2 separate regions of the Mus musculus genome follow, and region 2 is linked to region 1. A link is a contact called in public Hi-C data. All regions are on one chromosome and are shown on one strand. The core of a region is the stretch at or near the end of the contact, and the rest is flanking DNA. Distances in the headings are between cores, read along the strand shown.

What was found. A called contact is a pair of places that touch in the nucleus more often than the background predicts.
Region 2: a Hi-C map of the G1E-ER4 cell line shows a contact between it and region 1, with 2.0 times the contacts expected there. The contact joins two enhancer-like sites. A contact is called at or near these places in 2 of 15 datasets of contacts at CTCF or cohesin (the NIH/3T3 cell line and pro-B cells), 3 of 484 Hi-C or Micro-C datasets (the G1E-ER4 cell line and the N1E-115 cell line), 1 of 115 datasets of contacts at active chromatin or transcription factors (acute myeloid leukemia) and 1 of 9 other capture datasets (embryonic stem cells).

The regions. Positions count from the first base shown.
Region 1 is chr6:88,115,122-88,117,857 of GRCm38.p6, forward strand. No RefSeq gene overlaps it. Among named protein-coding and RNA genes, the nearest start is that of Mir6376, 12 kb to the left of the region's middle. RefSeq lists an enhancer at 1,704-2,262. Within about 2 kb of position 1,395, at least 61 of the 459 cell types and tissues checked have an H3K27ac peak or open chromatin away from gene starts, as enhancers often do. A contact at or near this core is called in the G1E-ER4 cell line, where this site is marked.
Region 2 is chr6:88,543,940-88,546,675 of GRCm38.p6, forward strand. It overlaps Kbtbd12 (kelch repeat and BTB (POZ) domain containing 12), which reads right to left. Exons shown (of 6, transcript NM_001278671.2): 6 at 1,178-2,736. Among named protein-coding and RNA genes, the nearest start is that of Sec61a1, 27 kb to the left of the region's middle. Within about 2 kb of position 1,317, at least 22 of the 459 cell types and tissues checked have an H3K27ac peak or open chromatin away from gene starts, as enhancers often do. A contact at or near this core is called in the G1E-ER4 cell line, where this site is marked.

The DNA of each region.
Region 1 (2,736 bases), core at 145-2,644:
GTATGTATGTGTGTGAACGTGTGTGTGTGTGTGTGTGTGTGTGAATGAGTATGTGTGTGCCTCTCCTTCTTTCCCAATGAGGTTCCTCCCAGCAGCTGAATCTTCCCTGTATGACATTCTGTTAACATTATTACAAGTTAAATTCAGGACGGAATGTGACAGCATATATGTATAATTCCAGAACTGGGGAAGTGGAGGCAGGAGGATTAAGAAGAGTTCAAGAGCATCTTTGACTACTTGTTGAGTTTGAGACTAACCTGGGTTACATAGGACTCTGCCTCAAAACATCAGGTCAAATTAAAACAAAACAAAAGAAATAAAAAAATCAACTTGAATTCAAAGCTGCATATATAGAGTGGCGTAGGCCTGTTGTCCTCGGAAGGAGAGCAAGGCCATTCTGGACTCCAGAATGAAACTCTGTTTCAAAGAAATAAAATCCATGAGTTCGGGTTCAACGTTTAATGTCTGAAGGTATTTGCACATTACTGTCTGTGTCTGGAGTCAGTTCTGATGGACACTAACCTGGTGTACCAAGGCTTCCTGTATATTTTCTCCCATTCTTTCTGTTCCTTTTCCCAGAATTCCCCTTTGGTTCCAGCCTGGCTCCCAAGGTCCTGAGGCTGTGACATCTGTCCTTGGCAACTTAATGAGAAAATGGACACACATGGAAATGGAGACAGACCGTGTCTCTGACCTCCTCAAGGGCACCCATGCCTGTTTGTGCCCTTTGGGACAGCACCTGGCCTGACATTTGGAGTCCCTACTGTCCTTGGATGGGACAGAGGGGAACAGAGGGGACCATCTGCCCACCATAGAGGCCAGAGGACATGCTAACACACTCAGGTGCTGCAGGACAGTCAAGACGGATGGCACTGTCCTCTTCAAGGGTGGCCACTGCTCTGCTCCTGGTTCAGGGCTGAGAAGGGCAGTGGCCTGGGTTGCCAGAGCGGAGTAGAGCTTCTAAGGCAAAGCTGGAAATACAACACACAGTGAAAACCCAAATGCACATAGAGATGGAAATTCAAAACCCAGTCACCGTGGAGCGGGTGAGAGACCCAGGGTCTGGCTTTATGACACTGATTTCTCAGATCACCCTTTCTTCAGAAAAAAAAGGGGGGGGGAGGGCGGGTTTTCCCTTAAGAAGACAGGGATGGGGGCGTTAGATAACCACAGAGCACAGGGAAGGCATTCAGAGAATACATTTTGCTTCGTAGAAAACCCATCTCTTGAGTTTCTGGTTTCCCCACAGCTTAGGAACCTTAGTCAGCCGGAACCTGAGGACTGCAGCGAGTCCTGAATGTAATGGCCCAGCGACTGCCAAACCCAGATATGATACCAGTCTGCCGAAGAATGAGGCGGGGACCCATGCAGGGGAAACCCACGTTCCATCCAGGACAGCAGCCAGGGGCTGATAGGGTTGGAGTCCTGGCCCAGGAGAGGAGGCTCCGGAGCTGACCTGCCTGCCTAGAGAAGCCCCGAGGCTTCCTGGATGTTGGCAGATTACCAGCCATCCTCCTGTATAACATAGCCAGGGCCTGCTCAGGCTTGGGGCCAGCTTGGAACATGACTGAGCGCCATGATGCTTGCTGTGCCTCAAGTCTTGGCATCTTGCCCTGGTAGGCCAACCCAGGCCAGTGTGGGTTGACGTAGCAAGCTGAGCGCAGGAGGCAGGGAGACTGAGCCTTCCTCTTGTCCATTTCTCGCTGACATCTCTTCTGTCCTTTCCCGGTTGTCTCTTCTTGGCCCCTGCTCCCCCATGGGGTATGTCGTGGGAGGCTGTTGACAATTTGAGCATTAATCTCTCTGCCTGGGGCCTCATGGTCAGGTGGCGCTTATCAGGGCCCTGCTCCTGTCAGATGGGCCTTCCGGAGCCCGTGGGTGAGGGGGGCCAGCAGAACCCCTGCTGCAGGGCCTGATGGCTGTCTCACCATCCCTGGGCCTTCACAGCCCCTGCCTCCCCCCGCCACCCCGTGGGCCACCTTCTTTACCACATCAGGATACAGAGCATTGCATGAATTCCGGTCTCAATGGAATTATTTCAGAATTCTGGTCAACCGCAAGCTCGGGGTGTTTCACAAACTATCTATCACTGCTGTGCGGTGGGCAGAACGTGGCCCGGGGGCAAGTAACGGATGCGAGAGGCCCTGTCCACTGCCTGGGGGGTGGCAGTCCCCCACCCCTGGCAGCACCCAGGCCTCTGCTGGCAGATGATACATGGTTCACTAGCCCCCTCCCACCAACCTAGCAGGGATCAGGCTCAGGGTGGGGCTCAGGAGAGGCAGCATATGGCTAGACCCTGTCGTGCCAGAGCTCTGAAATCAGCGTGGGCACAGGAAGCCAGGATTACTGTCCTTAATTAAGGGAGGCTGTGCGGTGCTGTAGACCTGTGGCACTTCCTGGGCTAACCCAGTTATTCCCTTGCCTCTTTCATGGGGACGATCCTAATAGCCTTACTACTGCTAGTGAGGTATTACCTTTGCATGGTAACACACCCAAACACCATCAGGGACTTGTATGGTCCATGCTGCTGCAAAGGTCGCTCCTCTTTTTCCTGGTAAGGGTACATGGTGGTCATATCTGTTTGCATCTCTATCATTATTACTATTATTGTTGTTGTTGTTTTGCTTTTTTGTTTTGTTTTGTTGTGTTTTGTTTTGTTTTTGAGACAGGGTGTCTCTGTGTAGCCCTGGCTGTCCTGGAACTCACACTCTAGACCAGGCTAGCCTTGAACTCAGA
Region 2 (2,736 bases), core at 67-2,566, 430 kb after region 1:
GTTATCACAGAAAAAGGAGCTTCAGTTGAGGAAATGTCTCCATGAGATCCAACTGTAAGTCATTTTCTCAATTAGTGATCAAGGGGGAAAGGCACCTTGTGGGTGGGACCATCTCTGGGCTGGTAGTCTTGGTTCTATAAGAGAGCAGGCTGAGCAAGCCAGGGGAAGCAAGCCAGTAAAGAACATCCCTCCATGGCCTCTGCATCAGCTCCTGCTTCCTGACCTGTTTGAGTTCCAGTCCTGACTTCCTTGGTGATAAACAGCAGTATGGAATTGTAAGCTGAATAAACCCTTTCCTCCCCAACTTGCTTCTTGGTCATGATGTTTGTGCAGGAATAGAAACCCCGACTAAGACAACCTTTAAACAAGAAGTTCTCTGCATCATTCAGGTGGGCCAATTTAATCATAGAGTCCTGAAAAGCAGAAGAAAGAAACAGAAGATGTGAGTTTGGCCATGATTCTGGAGATGGAGCCAGAGGGAGGGGCCTCAGAACAAGATGGGTCAGCACATTCTGGAGGCAGGGACAGGCAAGCGGCTCCAGAAGGGTCACAGCCACGCCACACAGATGTTAGCTCACTGAGATTCACAGAGGCTCTTAAGTTCCAGAACTGTGCAAGGATAAGTCTGTGATATCTTAGGTGTCTGAACTCATTATAATTTGTTCTGCTGAGGTTGTATAGTAACACAGAAAATGTGGGATCTTGGCCACTGAGTTGCATTCGGCATTTGCTCCTCATGAACGAAACTTTATAGCTGGGAGAGGTGGTGCATGCCTGTAATCAGGAGGCAGAGGCAGGAGGATTGCAAAATTGAAGCCAGATTGGGATAGAGCAAGACTGTCTCAAAGGTGTATGTGTGTGTGTGTATGTATGTGTGTGGGTGGGTGGGTGGGTGGTGGGGAGGCACTGTGTTTGCAAATCTGCTTTGTGTAAAATGAGGAGTCATGAAGAGAAGGGCCAGCCAGATCTTGCACTGGCCTGGAAGCGGGCCACCTGCTGCCCTTTGCCCATTCTCCCCTCCTGCCTGCCTGCCTGCCTGCCTGCCTGCCTCTGTCCTGGATGTTCACTGATATGACATTTCCTGTTCTGGGAACACCACATTTTCCAGGCACCGGGATTCTCGTTCAACCGTTACTTACACTCACTCACAATATGAAAACCAAAATGCAGGCAATTGTTCATTAGCAAAAATGTATTTTATAAGTCTGCACTCAGAGCATCTCCTCATTATAAAGTCAGCCTGAGAACAATGCCGCCTCTTGCTGAGCACAAACTGAGTCAGGATGGCTGACAGCTGCAGTCCTTTATCAGCCCAGCATCCAAATTACTTCCCCATTGTGTTTTTTCGCTAGGCGTCCAGCAACCCTGAGTCACAAAGATAAGAAGCCCCAATAGTAGACATTTCTAAGAGGCCTTCCCGAGTGTCAGAACACCTTCAATGCCAGTGACGGGTGGCAGGAAGGTCTGTCCAAATGGAATCTCTAACAATGGTTCTCCGGGAGGGCAGCGTAGGTCGGTTTGAATCACAAATAGGAAAAGGCAGCCGAGAAGCCCCAGCACTGAAAGTGAGCCCCAGAGCCAGTGAGCCTGGACTCTGGGTTCTGGATGCAGAAGGGACTTCACGGCAGGCGTCTGAGACCTTGGATGTACCTGTCGGGAATAAGCCTGGGACTACTCCCAGTTCCTGCCTCCCCTCTGGTGCTGAGGCAGTTCTGTGTCCGCTCCAGGGAGACCAGTCGCTCTCCTTTGTCCTCCCTCCCTCAGCATTCCCTGGAAAGTTCCCTTCTGATACTCCTTAGCACAGGCAGCAATGGTGTCCTAGCCCAGGAAGGCTCTCGTTACCTGGTGATGCCGCCGAAGCATCTGCTTACGGTCTCAAGGGCCTACAGACCCAAGAGATTCACCCCCGAAGGAGCCAAGCACAGGGGAAATTAGAACCACCTTAAACCACATCTCTCCCTGAGATTTGAGATTCCCTAAGGTCCAGGGTTCTGTTCTGCACTTTGTCCCAGGAAAGGCTGATCATGGTGACAGTAACCCAGCCGGCAGTTAAGACCTCTTCATGGAATTTGTGTTTAACACCGTATTCCATCCAGTGTTTTCACACTCAATCCACACACCAACTCTGTAAAGAGTGTGGGGTTTCCCTTCCCATTCTGCATATGAGGAAGGTACAGAAGATACACTGCAGCCCGTGAACCAGGTGACAAGTAGCTTCTAAGATGCCCAGGTGGGTGAACAGGAAGAGATTCTGGTGGGGACTCAGGGGAGCAGCGACCCTCCCTATAGAGCTTCTGCCTAACCTGTCTGGAGCAGCTCTGATTTGCTCTGAGAAAAGAAACCCTCAGATAACCACTCTGCGCTGGTGGGCACAAGGAGGATACTTGAAACTCAAAGTCCCAGACAAGATCCTGGCTTAGAAATGTTACTTATTCTGGTCACCCGAAACTCCATCCATGTGTCAGCTACTATGATAGGACTCAGGGGGTAACCTTAGAGAGACAGACGTGGCCCGTGCCTCTAAGAGTGTAGCATTCTGGGGGTACATCTGTGCAGGGACAGGGGGCAGAACACCTTGGTGTCAGTGGCTCTGGTTTGATCGAGTCCTCCTCTCCTGTGAAGGAGAGGTTGGAACTTGGAGAGTGCACATTGATAAAGAGCTGTGTCTGTGCAGGGTCTGCTGGCCTCTGGGAAGATCCCAGAGTGTCCACACTGCTTACATGGAAGCTTTTGTGA